2 separate regions of the Sus scrofa genome follow, and region 2 is linked to region 1. The links are chromatin contacts, called in public HiChIP or PLAC-seq maps. All regions are on one chromosome and are shown on one strand. Each heading gives the region's core, a stretch centred on a gene start, on an enhancer-like site or on the middle of the called end of the contact. The rest is flanking DNA. Distances are from core to core; before and after follow the strand shown. Region 1 holds the start of IGDCC4 (immunoglobulin superfamily DCC subclass member 4). Region 2 overlaps HACD3 (very-long-chain (3R)-3-hydroxyacyl-CoA dehydratase 3).

Region 1 (6,837 bases), core at 439-2,938:
GATCAGAGCTCAGTTTGGGACATATTAAATTAGAAATGCCTACTTGCCAATGGAAATGTTGAACAGGTAACTGGATATACAAGTCTGGAGTTCAGGGGAGATGGTCCAGGCTGGAGGTGTAAGTGTGGGCACCTCCAGCATAAAGATGTAATTTAAAGCCTTGATGACCAGCTGAGATCACTAAGTGAAACAAACAGGAGTGATGGATTAAGTCAAATGCTGCTGGTGGGCCTGACAATGAATGAATAAATGCCAGATCCTATTAGAGCTGCAAAGTGAAGGTCCTTACTAAGGGTTAGCTAGCAGCAGATGGGTAAGGTACCTACCCTCTACAAAGTGGCTCTACATATGGGAACACTGGAGACACAGGGGATGAAGAACCATGGCATCCTGGTCTTGGAAAAGACCTTAAGTAGGTCATTCAATCTGTACTCCTCTCGCTACCCTACCTAGCCTGATGACTGAATCCCTGGTTTTAGAAAAAGAGACATTTGTAGGATACTGAGGCAACCAGTCTGGCCAGGAAAGAGAAAGCACAGTTGAAGAATGAGTGGGAAATGACCTCTGGAATCAGAAAGCCAGGGTTCTGGTCCTGCATCTCCTGATCCCTAGCTTCCTGTCCTTATGCAAGTCATTTCACCTCCTCCAGCCTCAGTTTCCCTGCAGGTAGAATGGGAGCAATCAAATCTTCCTTGTCTCTCCCAGGGTGGCAGGGAGGTGGGAGTGTAGCAGTGCTTAGGGTAGAGTAAATGCCCTGTCGGGGCTGGTTATTCTTTTTTTTTGTCTTTTTGCTATTTCTTTGGGCCGCTACCACGGCATATGGAGGTTCTTAGGCTAGGAGTCAAATCGGAGCTGTAGCCACTGGCCTACACCACAGCCACAGCAACGCGGGATCCAAGCTGCATCTGCAACCTACACCACAGCTCACGGCAACGCCGGATCGTTAACCCACTGAGCAAGGGCAGGGATCGAACCCGAAACCTCATGGTTCCTAGTCGGATTCGTTAACCACTGCGCCACGGCGGGAACTCCGGGGCTGGTTATTCTAAGAGCAAAAAAAGGAGGTCAAGAGAAGCCATCAGCTTGGAATGACAATGGAAATGGGTTGAGGGAACTGTCATGTCCTCAGAAGGTCTGTTGGTGCAGCATGTGGCAAAGCTAATGAGGATTCAATCCAGACCGAGGATGGAATGGACTGGCTCAAGTGGCAGGATGGGGTCTGCCGGGTCAGAGACTGAGGCCTTGAATCTGCCTCCACTGAGCCTGGAACAGAGATGGAGGAGACCCTGAGGCAGCAGCAGAGCCTTAAAGTGATAGAGACAGATAAAGTAACAGAGGCAGAAAGAGGCCCCAGGACCAAGAGACAAGCTGCCCAAATGGGGGCCCAAGGCAACCTAGAGAAGGCAAGGGACAGAGGCACAGATCCCAGCGGAGCTGAGCACCCGCGCACCGCAGGTTACAGTGCACGGGCAAGGGTCTCCCGCGGGGCCCGAGTGGCCGCGCTCGTTGGGCGCCCCCGCCCGGGCTCCTCGCCCAAGATGGCGATGGAGGGGCGGGCGAGGCGGCAGCAGCCCCGGCCCCCGCGCCGGCCCCCGCTTGGGCCCGGGCCCCGAGGCCGCGCCCCCGCCCGCGGCGCCGCGCCTCCCCGGGCCACTGACGCCCGGCGCGCCCTCCCCCGGCGGCGGCGGCGGCGGCGGCAGCGGCGACCGAGGCGCGGGGTGGAGGCGGCGGCGGCGGCCCGGGCCCGGCCCCATGGCGCGGGGGGACGCTAGCCGCCGCGGCGGGCTCTTCGCGCTGACCTTCTGCCTGCTGGCCGCGCGCGGTAAGGGCGGGCGCCGCGGCAGTGGCGGAAGCCGCTGCGGTGTGTCAGTGCGTCCGCGCCCCGGGCTGCGCTGGGCTATAAGGCCGGCGCGTCCTGCTCCCGAGCGAGTACGGGGGCCGTGGGGCTCGGGCTGCGTGTCCTTGTGCCTGCGGTGCCTGCGCTAGGGGTCTGCGCGCCTCGGCCCAGGGCGTTTGCGGCGCGTACTAGTCTGCAGGGGGTGTGTGTCCTTGGTTTTCGGAGTCTGGAGTGAGTGAGTGTGTATGTGTGCATGTGTGTGTGTGCGTATGTGTGTGTGTGTGCAGAGGGTGGGGAGGGGGCTTCTACGGACGTCCGCGTCCGCAGTGCGTGCCTGGCCGCGGCGTGGCATCGCGGGCGGTGGATGCGGTGTTTGTGGTTTTCGCTAGGCGGGCTCTTCCTTGCCCGCGCGTGTCTTTTGGTTAGAAGTGTTAGAGAGGAGGGGTGTAGGGGTGTGTGTCTGCACCTCCATTTGTGTCTCGAGAGCGTGTGTAATTGTGTTTATGGGGCTGTACTAATATTTGGCCTTGGCTTTTGGGGAGTGTCCTTGCCCTTGTTGGGGGTGGGGGGGAACAGAGCAGGAGATTCCGGATTGACTGGGGATAGTGGTGATAAAGTACTCAACTTTGTCCAGTGGGTGTGGTCCCGGAGGCTGGTTGGGGCGGGGGTGCCACGGGAGAGTGTTGCCCCCGCAAGCCCGAGGCCCAGAGTGGCCTGGGAGAGGGGGCAGGAAAATAGTTGCTTTCTTGGACGTGTCCAACACTCGCTCTCGGGATGGCACGCGTGTCACCCCTGCCCCACCTCTCAGGGCCGGATCAGAGGAGCGTTGACGGGATCAGTAAGGCCTCCTCCAGGCCCCCACCTCAGAGTGGACTCAGGGTGGGTAAAAGTCAGAGTTGTCCTCAGTGGAGAAAGGTCTGGGGATGGCGTGACGGAGTCCCAAGGGTCTATGCCTAGGGCGTCTTCTTCAACCCCCAGCCCTCTAGCTTTCCGTCCTTGTGTGCCTTTAGGGGGCGGCCCGTGGGGAAGGTGGTTGGTTGGGCTGGGGAGGGGGATGGGCTGCCTGCTTTGTTCGCCTAGTTCTTGCCTTCCCTGCAGAGGGGGAAGCTGAGGATGTGTCCGGGGCGAGTCGGGGAGGGACTTGGCGGTGGGGGTGGGGAGGGGGATTTCTCTCCAGCTGCTGCGGCTTTCCAGAGAGACTCAGCCAGGCCACGTGGGAGGGAGGCAGGGACCTCGGAGTGGGGGAAGGAGCCTCTGCCTGACCGCCCGGCCCATCTCTAGGAAACCCAAACAGCGGATGGGACAGTATCGGACACTACTCAGACCCCCTCTCTCCCTACAAAGACTTTTCAGACCCTGCTGGAGGCCACCTGAGGGCAGGGTCCGGGCAGCTGGGCTAGGGAAGTGGGGTCCTGGGAATGTCAGGTGGAGGGGGCAGGCAAGTGCCAGAATGGCATCTATCCTCCTGGAGGCCAGGGGATTAAAGAATAGTTGTGCCCACTGTCTTCTGCTCTTCTAAGAGCTCTGGGACTGAGCTCAGGGTCATCCTGCAAAGCAGAATCTGTGCTGAGAACTGCACTCACTGGAGCATTATGGAATATCCGTGGGGCCTCCCTGCACGGGGCTCAGTTTGCCTCCCAGACCTGGCCTCCCCCTGCTCCTGAGTGCACAAGGCAAGGGCAGGGCCAGAGCAGAGTCGGGGCTCTCTTGGCCAGCAGTGTGCCTGGCTGAAGCAACTGCTCTGCTGGCCCTCAGTCCTAAACGCTTTGAGTGTGCAAAGCTCATCAGGTCTAAGGACACTCCTATAGAGTTCTGACAAGCCACTCTGATCTGGATGGAGGTCATTCAACAAATATTTACTGAGCACTGTTTTTGGGCAGCATGTGACTGGTGCCTGGAATATAGTAAATAAAGAGGAGACTGACAGATAGTCTGGAGAAGTCAGGAAAAGCTTCCTCCAGGAAGTGGTGAATAATAGAGCTCAATACAGAGGGTTAGCCCTGCAGAAGGAGACTGATGATGGGGAGAGTTTTCTGGAGAGAAGAGTGTGTGCAAACCCTCAGAGGTGAGTTAGATCACTGAATGAAGCTTAATGAGGCTAGATTTGAGAGCACAAGGCATGAGGGTGAGGCAGCCTGGGGAGGAATGGGACAGAGGCCACAGAGAGTCAAGAGAGAAGGCTGGCCCCAACTCATGAAGGATCTTGTAAGCCCCAGCAAGGTTTTTGGCTTGAGAGCTCCCACGAGCCCTTAGAAGCTTTTAAGATCAACTTTGCAGCCGCTCACTCCAGCAGATATGGAGAATGATTGGACAGGCTGAAGGCAGGAGCTGCAGCTTCCTGGGAGGCTGGGGTGGTACCAACTAGAGTTGTGACAGTTGGGATGGATTCCAGAGATATTTAGGAAATAGAATCAGTAGGATTTGAGGATAGATTGAGTTTGTGGGAAGTGAGGGAAGGAGAAGTCAAAAATAATAGACACCTCAGCAATTTCAGCATGCAGAATATGAAGGGCTGATGTTGGAGTCAGCAGTGGTGGACCACCTCTCCTGAGCACTGCTCGTGGGTCAAGGCTTGGGAACTGGGAATATGTGGTGGTGGGATGCCCAGTGCTCTGTCTTCCCTATATACATGAAGTGGGACTCTCCCTTCCACCCAATCAGAATTTGGGGGGCAGTGATGCCAGTGGTCAGTAGCAGGAGGGCTCTAAGAATGTGAGGGCTGCTTTTTCCTCACTGGGAAACTCCCACCCACCCATCCCTTTTTCAGCCCAGAGGCTCAGAGGCCAACCCCAATCATTTGGGGTGTTGGGGTGGCCCTCTCTGACCTCATCTTGGAGGTTAGGAACCAGGTCACACATAATTTCTCTCCGTAGTGAATCTTATCCAGAAGTTATCTAAAGCTTCATTGATCCCGTATGTGTACAGGATCATGCACTATGTATAAACTATCATTTCCTTTCTTTTCACCTAAAGGTATGTTGTTTTGAGTTGAGTAATGTCACAATTATCGTCATCAAATATCAGCCCTGAGGGGAATTCGGGACTCATTTGAGCATGAACCCATTTCACAGATGAGAAAACTGAGTGACTTCCCAGAATGACATGAATAGGGACTGAAATGGGGCTGGAACCAGTCTCCTGGCTCTTGGCGCAATCATGCTTTCCTGAGATTGATGCATGTGAACACAATTCTGTCTCTCTTCACACCCCCCCCCCCCCAATGAGAAGTTATCAACAACTTCGGGCTTGGCCCTCCTCAGCTGGTGCATCTGGATCTGGGCTCTGGAATCCACTCTCTTCCACCCATCCCACCCGCTGCCTCCTGCCCTGCCTCCACTGTTTCTGAGGTACAGCGGCCAGACTTGACACAGAATTCCAGATGCAGAACAGATGTCATTGCCAAGCAGGCCTAGGGGCTCCCAGCTCCCCAGTTGCGGGGGAGAAGGAGGAAGAGTGGCTCTGATGGGGAAGGACCCCAGCCCTAGCCTGGGCAGAGGGAGGTGATGACAGCCAGCGGGGAGAGAAGAAAACCAGAGAAAGGAAGTTCCGGGCCTGACATGCAGAGAAATGGAATCCCTGTCCTTGGGGCTGGACTGCCAGCTACTATTGCTTCACTGCTGAGGTTCAGGCATCATCTGCATTTGAGGGGCTGTGGGGTCACTGGGGTCTGGGAAGCAGAAGCTCAGTAAGCTCTCCCTTGATGCAGAGCCAAGACTTCCAGATCATTCCATAAGGGGCTCATTACCTTGTCACATAGCTCGGAGCACTGGCAAATGAGTGGAGTGTGAGGGAGACAAAGGTGGGCCCCTGAGGAAGGTATGTTTAAATCAGACCATCCCTACAGCAGGAGAAGAGGTGAAGTCGGCAGCTCCCCAGCCCTGGTCATGTTTAAGGACAGTTTCTTTCAGTGTGAGTTTGCTGTTCAGTCTTGGGGCCTTTTAGGCATTTTGTTAGGGTTCTAATAGGTGCCATGTAGTGCGCTAGGCAGTTTCCACATATATTATTCACATCTTTCCTAGCCCTGAAGGGAGTTCCTATGATCTTATAGATAAGGAAACTGAGAAGTTTCTTGGAAAAGCAAAGCGGCTCTGTGCCTTATCTTTTTCAGTGTGTCTCCACATGTCCATGTGTCTGTTCAAGGAATATGTATTGAGCACCTACTACGTTCCAGGCATGGTTTTAGGTCCTAGGGAGTTAGAACACTGAGCAGGACAATAATCTTGAGCTTATTGCCTCGCTACTGAGAAAGGCAAGGCAAAAATCTAGAGTGCTGGAGTTCCCATCGTGGTGCAGTGGAAACGAATCTGACTAGGAACCATGCATGAGGTTGCGGGTTCGATCCCTGGCCTCGCTGGCAGCTGTAGCTCCTATTAGACCCCTAGCCTGGGAACCTCCATACGCTGTGGGTGCGGCCCAAAAAAGAAAATTAAAAAAATCTAGAGTGCTAACTTCAGTGACCCAGGTGCCCATGGTCCTATGGGGCGGAAAAAGGAGAGGCGCCTATCAGACCCCAGGATGGCACAGCTATTGAAGGAAGAGGGAGCAGCAGTATTCGTTCAGAGAACAGGAAGTGGCTTGGTCTGGTAGGGACCCAGGGTCACAGGGAATAGGAGATAAGCAGGTCTAGCTGAGTGTGGCTTTGCTGTCAAGTCCCCCGAGGCCAGGCCTGTCTCCTCAGGATCATAGACTTTCCAGTGTCCCAGGCAACCATCCCAAGCTCTCCTTCCACCTGTTGTGGGAGGGGCTTATTGTGTGGTAAGGGAGGTGGCCAAGGTTGTGGGGCAGGGAGTGGGGTTTCTGGAAGAAGCTGACCTGTGTCTCCTGGGAAAGGAGAGTGGTGATGGTATCATGGAGAATTGCTCTTGTAAACTGAAAACAAGTTGTAAATCTGTTGGGCCCTAAAATTCATTTGATTTTTTTTTTTTTTGTCTTTTTAGGGCTGCACCCGCGGTACATGGAGGTTCCCAGGCTAGGGGTCTAATCGGAGCTGTAGCCACCAG
Region 2 (6,447 bases), core at 2,456-4,955, 97 kb before region 1:
TCTAGCTTCCATCCTCGCCATTCCACTGAAATTATTATCAAATCACTGAGAGCCTCCTTGGCAAATTCAGTGGTCACATAACCTCATTTTATTCAACCTCTAAGCAGCGCTGAACACAGCTTACCCCCCCCCCCAATGAAATATCTCCTGCCTTCTAGGACACCACAGGATACTGTGTTTGATTTTGTGCCTCACAGGCTACTCCTTCTCAATCTTCCTTTGCTGGTGCTTTCTGCTCTGCTCAACTTCTAAATGTCTGTCTCAGCCCACAATCCTGGGTTGCTACTTATCTCTATCAGTTTTTAATATCTCTCAGTTTTCTGACATAAATTGGCATCTTAAGGGCCAAATTGAACCACCCACAGTATTTTCCATGGCCTGCAGAGAATTTTTGTTTTATTATTAATGTTTAATTTTAATTCACCACCAAGGAATTCTGCAGTAGCTATTCCCTCTCCCTATAATATTCAGTCCTCATAATTTTGCATGGCTTCTTAACTTTTAGGTCTTTGCTCAAGAGTCACCTCCTCAAAGACCTTCCATGACTACTCAATATGAAACTTTTCATGATTCCTCTCATTTTCTTGGTTTAATTTTCTTCATAACATTCATTGTTATGGAAACTGATGAATATATGTCCTTTTATTGTCAATCTTCCTCCACCACTATCTCCTCCACTCAGTAATAAGCTTCATGAGAACAGCTTGCTCATACCCAGAATTCTGGAGTCTGGAAAACTGCCAAGAACACAGTAAGAATTTATATATTTGTTGACGGAGTTCCCACCGTGGCGCAGCAGAAATGAATCCAACTAGGAACCATGAGGTTGCAGGTTCCATCCCTGGCCTCACTCAGTGAATTAAGGACCCGGCACTGCTGTGACCTGTGGTGTAGGTCACAGACATGGCTCGGATCCTGCATTGCTGTGGCTGTGGCATACGCCAGCAGGAACAGCTCCAATTAGACCCCTAGCCTGGGAACCTCCACATGCCGTGGGTGCGGCCCTAAAAGGACAAAAGACAAATATATATACATATAAATGTATATAGAATAAATATAAAACTATAAGGTTTTTTCATTTTTTAAAAAATCTGAATTTCCAATTTCTTTTCCAAAAATTATAAGAACTAGAGGCCAATCTCAGATCTGCATTCTTTTGTTTTTAATTTTATTGGAGTACAGTTGGCTTGCAATGTTGTATTAGTTTCAGATGTACAGCAAAGTGAATCAGTTACACATACATGCATTCTTTTTTTTTTTTTTCATGTAGGTTATTGCACACTATTGAGTAGAATTCCCTGTGCTATACTGCAGGTTCTCATTAATTATCTATTTTATATACAGTAGTGTGTGTCTATTATTCCCATCCTCCTAATTTATCCCTCCCCTCCATGTTTTCCCCTATAGTAACCGTAAATTTGATTTCAAAATCTGTGAATTTGTTTCTGTTTTATGAATAAGTTCAAAAACGATGGTTAGGAATTCCTGCTATGGCACAGAATCCAACTGCAGGAGTTCCTGCTGTGGCTCAGCAGTAATGAACCCCATCAGTATCCATGAGGAACACACGTTCAATCCCTGGCCTTGCTCAGGAGGTTTAAGATTCAGCGTTGCTATGAACTGTGGCATAGATCACAGACGTGGCTTAGATCTGGTGTACGCCAGCAGCTACAGCCCAGATTTGACTCCTAGCCTGGGAACTTCTACATACCAAACCTGTGGCCCAAAAAAGACCAAAAAAAAAAAAAAAAAAAAGAATCCAACTGCAGTGGTTTACATTGCTGCAGAGGTGTGGGTTCAGTCCCGCAATGGGTTAAAGGATCCAGTGTTGCCGCAACTGTGGTACAGGTCACAGCTGTGGCTCAGATTCAATCTCTAGCCTAGGAACTTACATATGCCACAGGTGTGGCCATTTAAAAAAAAAAATGGGGGTTCCCATCATGGCTCAGTGGTTAACAAATCCGACTAGGAACCACAAGGTTGCGGGTTCGATCCTCGCTCAGTGGGTTAAGGATCTGGTGTTGCCGTGAGCTGTGGTGTAGGTCATAGACATAGCTCAGATCCCAAGCTGCTGTGGCTCTGGTGGAGGCCAATGGCTACAGCACCGATTAGACCCCTAGCCTGGGAATCTCCACATGCCGTGGGTGCAGCCCGAGAAAAGACAAGAAAAAAAAATTTTTTCAATTTAAAAAATAAATTAAAAAAAAAAATGGTTAGATGCCATGAAGTAGGTGGCAATGCCTTAACAGTATATGTGTCATCAGGCTTGAGGGCCTCTTCCATCCTTGTCAAGGAGAGGGCTAACCTGCTTTCCTTTCTTACAATGCTCATATCTGCATTCTTGAATGACAATAGCTATCCCCTTAAGATGAACCCTATCCTCTCCAATTAGCCACTTTCCTCATCCAGCTCAATTCAGTAACATTTATTGAGGAAGTTTGCACTGTGGCTCAGTGAAAGCAAATCTGACTAGTATCCATGAGGACATAGATTTGATCCCTGGCTTTGCTCAGTGGGTTAAGGATCCAGTGTTGCCTTGAGCTGTGGTATAGGTCGCAGACATGGCTCTGATCTTATGTTGCTGTGGCTGTGATGCAGGCCAACAGCTACAGCTCTGATTCAACCCCTAGCGTGGGAGCCTCCATATGCCTCGGGTGCAGCCCTAAAAAGACCAAAAAAAAATTAATGAACATTCACTAGATGCTAATTATCTTTCAAAGTGTTTCACATTACTAGCTCACACATACACAAAGCCAACCTTATAAAATAAGCACTATTAATACAACAGTTTTAAAGATGAGGAAATCGGAGGCATACAGAGCATACACAACTTGCTTGAGATTTACAATCAGCAAGTGACAAAAACCAAGATTCAAACCAAGACACCATATTTTAGGAGCTTGATTTGGTCATCTCTAATTCTTCTTCTCTTCCTGATGATCCCATCTGGTCTTAGGGTTTAAATATTGCAACTTACTGACAACCCCAAAATTTGCTATATTTCATTAATTCTAAAATGCACATTTTTTCACATTCAATAGCTCTAAAATCAGCATATTTACTACAATTGACAGCAGCACCTTACACTTGCTTTGACAAAGTAACAACCATGGCATGGCAGTCACTGCCTGAGCATGTATGAGCTTGGCTGTTCTTCAATGACATGACTACACAGCTGCAACTCAATATTTCAGGCAACAAACCATTTAAAGGTCATGTAAGGAAGTAGTATGAGTCCTGGTTCATGTCTGGAAACATTCTGTTGACATCTTCTAGTACGATAAGAATGTGCCAGCATCAAAACTTTTAAATAGGTGTTGATGGCTTGAAAAAAAAAATTGCCAGAGATAGTAGTAGAGCACTCTTTCAGAAAGGCTGCATTACTAGTGCTTTTAATAGCACAGAATATGACACTTTATGGATAAAACATGGACAGTGACATCTCTGAGTAGAAAAGTGATTCAGAAGAGTGGATTCTGAGATATGAAAATGGTTTAGGAATACTTTCACCAATTTTTTTGCTTATATTTTCATATTTATGTGTACAGAAGCAATTACATAGATAAAATGATAATTTTCGGGGTTTTTTGGGGGGGCTTTTTTTGTCTTTTTGTCTTTTTAGGGCCGCACCCGAGGCACATGGAGGTTCCCAGGCTAGGGGTCTAATGGGAGCTGTTCCTGCTAGCCTACACCCTAGCCACAGCAACAACAGATCCGAGCCACATCTGTGACCTCCACCACAGCTCACGGCAATGCTGGATACTCAACCGAGAGAGCGAGGCCAGGGATCAAATCTGCAACCTCATGGTTCCTAGTCGGATTCATCTCCATTGCACCCACGATGGGAACTCTAATTTTTGTTATTTTTTAAACTGTTTTGAGAAGGAAATAAGCAGCCCTTGACATCTGAAACTGATCTGACATTCACAGGCAGATCTCAAAATTATTACAAGTTGGTCCAAAGCTTACAAGACCATTTTGTTCTCCTGTTGAACACAAATAATATCAAACAACATAAACCAACCTCAGGTTACTGAGACCACGATAAAATGACACAAAATAAGGTCACCTCATAATTTTTTCTAGGCATGGGTCACCATGCCATCCACAAAATACCCAATCGTAGAAGTGTTCCCACTTCCTGACAGCATCCAATCTAAATCAAGCCCCCACTTCATTAGACCCTCTCCCAGTCACCAAACCCCCAATCCTATAATCAGTTCTTTCTAACACTCTCTTACTGAGACACCCCCACAGTTCCCCATGTGTTCTCCCTAAAACAATCATTAAACTCAACTTGTTAAAACAAGGTGCTTCTAGAGGTCTCTGGCTGGAATGAACTGACAGCTTAAACAAATCTAAAAGAGCTCTTTCAAAAACAACAAACATTTGAAGTCATAAGATTGTATGAATGTATGTACCATAGTTTAATCAGCAGCATTTTTTTCATGGTGCATAAAATAATGACATCTCAAAATCACCGAAGTCTAAGATTTCATGAAATTCTCTATTTTCAATCCAGACTACTGCCCTGAATTCTGCATTTATGCAGTTATGTGACTACCTCACATTTCTATAGGGAGATTGTCTCACACCAACATGTCCAAAAGGAACTCTCAATTTTGTCCTTTAAACCTCTTCTCTAGTCTTAAATATTCTAGTAAACTGCATCATAATCAAGTCTTTTTTTTTTTTCCTTTGGCCACACCTATGGCATGATCATAATCTACTCTGTGCTTAAGCCAAAATTCTAGGACTAGTTGTTGATTCTTTCCTTCTCCCTCTCCCCTCAGTAGCCCCAATATATGCAATCCATCAAGGCCTGAAGGTTCTCTCCAAATATATCTCAAATTTGTCCATGGCTCTCCACCACCACTGTCACCCCTAGACAGAGTCACCTCATCTCTCACCCACACTGCTATAATAACTTCCCTAAATGGTTTTCCAGATTTCACTTTTGCCCCTCTATAATCCACACAGCAGTCAGAATAATCGTTTAAAACACAAATTCTATAATGTCACTCTTCTGCTTAAAACTCTAATAGTTTCCCAATGCTCTTACAATAAAATCCAAACTCCTTACCATGGCAACAAGGCCCTACATGACCTACATCTTGCAAACTCCTCCAACCTCATCTCCTTCTAACTTATTCCTCACTAACTACACTCCAAACATACTAACATCCCTTCTGTTCCCTGGAACTTCCCCAAGTCCTTGCTTGCCCTTAAGTCTATGCACTAGCAGAATGTTCTTCCCCCAGCTCTCTTCATAATTCATTTTATCCTTCCAGTTTCACCTAGCTCAAATATCACCTCCCCGATGAAGCCTTTCCCAACCACCCTACTTAAAATATTTCTACCAATTACTCTTACCTCCATCATAGTACTTATCTTGGTAAAAATTTTATTTATTATCTATTGTCTATCTCCCTCAACCTGAAAGTAGTATCTTTATATGCATTGTTCACCGCTGAAACCACCCCCACCCCCAATACCTAGTACTGTGCCTGGTCAGACCATTGCAACCACTCAACAACAACCAAATTATTTAATCAATTCACTGCCTAATGAGTGGTTCTGTACTGTGGATATGAACAGCTTAGATTAGACTTAATCTTTATCACAAAATATTTCAAGCAATCAGCCACACGCAGAAAAATATAGCAAACACCATTTTGTCTATTATCCACTAACATTTTGAGTTACTTCTTCAGTGGTTTTTTTTTTTAAGAAATTGATATGGGTATAGTTATATAATTACTCAATCCCATTGCCCTTTCTTCCTCAAACATCCCAGCCTTGCAAGTAACCACTATGTTAGAATTGGAGTTTATCATTCCCATTAGTAATTAAATAATTTGTTATTAATTCTTTATTCATGTACAACACAGGTATTCATTACAATACACCATATTATTTTACGTTACATAAATGGTTTCAAATACAATATGAATACATATAACTCTTCAACTTGCGTTTTACTTGACATATTTCTAAACTTTATCCATAGGTGGTTCTGCTTCATTTATTTTAGCTGTTGTACAGTGTGTCACTGTATAAATATACCACAATTTATCCACTCTTCCGTTGATAAGTACTGAGGTTGTTTTCAATATTTTTGCTGTAATGTAATGCTGTCTCCTTGTGCATATGTGGAAGAGCTCAGTGATACTACACTACAAATATCTGCCTCAAGCTCCTCTTAAATCTGTCAATTTTTTTTTCTTTAAGGCTTATGTTTTTGTATCTTAACACATTCTTTTCTCTTCCAGTATTGTATAAATAACCTCCTAGGGAGTTCCCATCATGGCTCAGTGGTTAACGAATCTGACTAGGAACCATGAGGTTTCGGGTTCAACACCTGGCCTTGCTCAGTGCGTTAAGGATCTGGTGTTGCTTAGAGCTGTGATGTAGGTCACAGATGAGGCTCAGATCCTCCAGCTGTGG

What was found. HiChIP or PLAC-seq counts read pairs in DNA pulled down with a chosen protein or histone mark.
Region 2: an H3K27ac HiChIP or PLAC-seq map of skeletal muscle shows a contact between it and region 1. The contact joins the enhancer-like site here to the promoter of IGDCC4 in region 1. A contact is called at or near these places in 1 of 5 promoter capture datasets (fetal liver), 4 of 47 Hi-C or Micro-C datasets (liver, retroperitoneal adipose tissue and skeletal muscle) and 2 of 2 datasets of contacts at active chromatin or transcription factors (alveolar macrophages and skeletal muscle).

Annotation. Positions count from the first base shown.
Region 1 is chr1:163,430,753-163,437,589 of Sscrofa11.1, reverse strand. It overlaps IGDCC4 (immunoglobulin superfamily DCC subclass member 4), which reads left to right and starts at 1,688. Exons shown (of 20, transcript XM_003121731.5): 1 at 1,688-1,822. The coding sequence starts at 1,753.
Region 2 is chr1:163,530,334-163,536,780 of Sscrofa11.1, reverse strand. All of the region lies in intron 1 of HACD3 (very-long-chain (3R)-3-hydroxyacyl-CoA dehydratase 3), which reads right to left. Among named protein-coding and RNA genes, the nearest start is that of HACD3, 7.7 kb to the right of the region's middle. Within about 2 kb of position 3,705, at least 3 of the 83 cell types and tissues checked have an H3K27ac peak or open chromatin away from gene starts, as enhancers often do. A contact at or near this core is called in skeletal muscle, where this site is marked.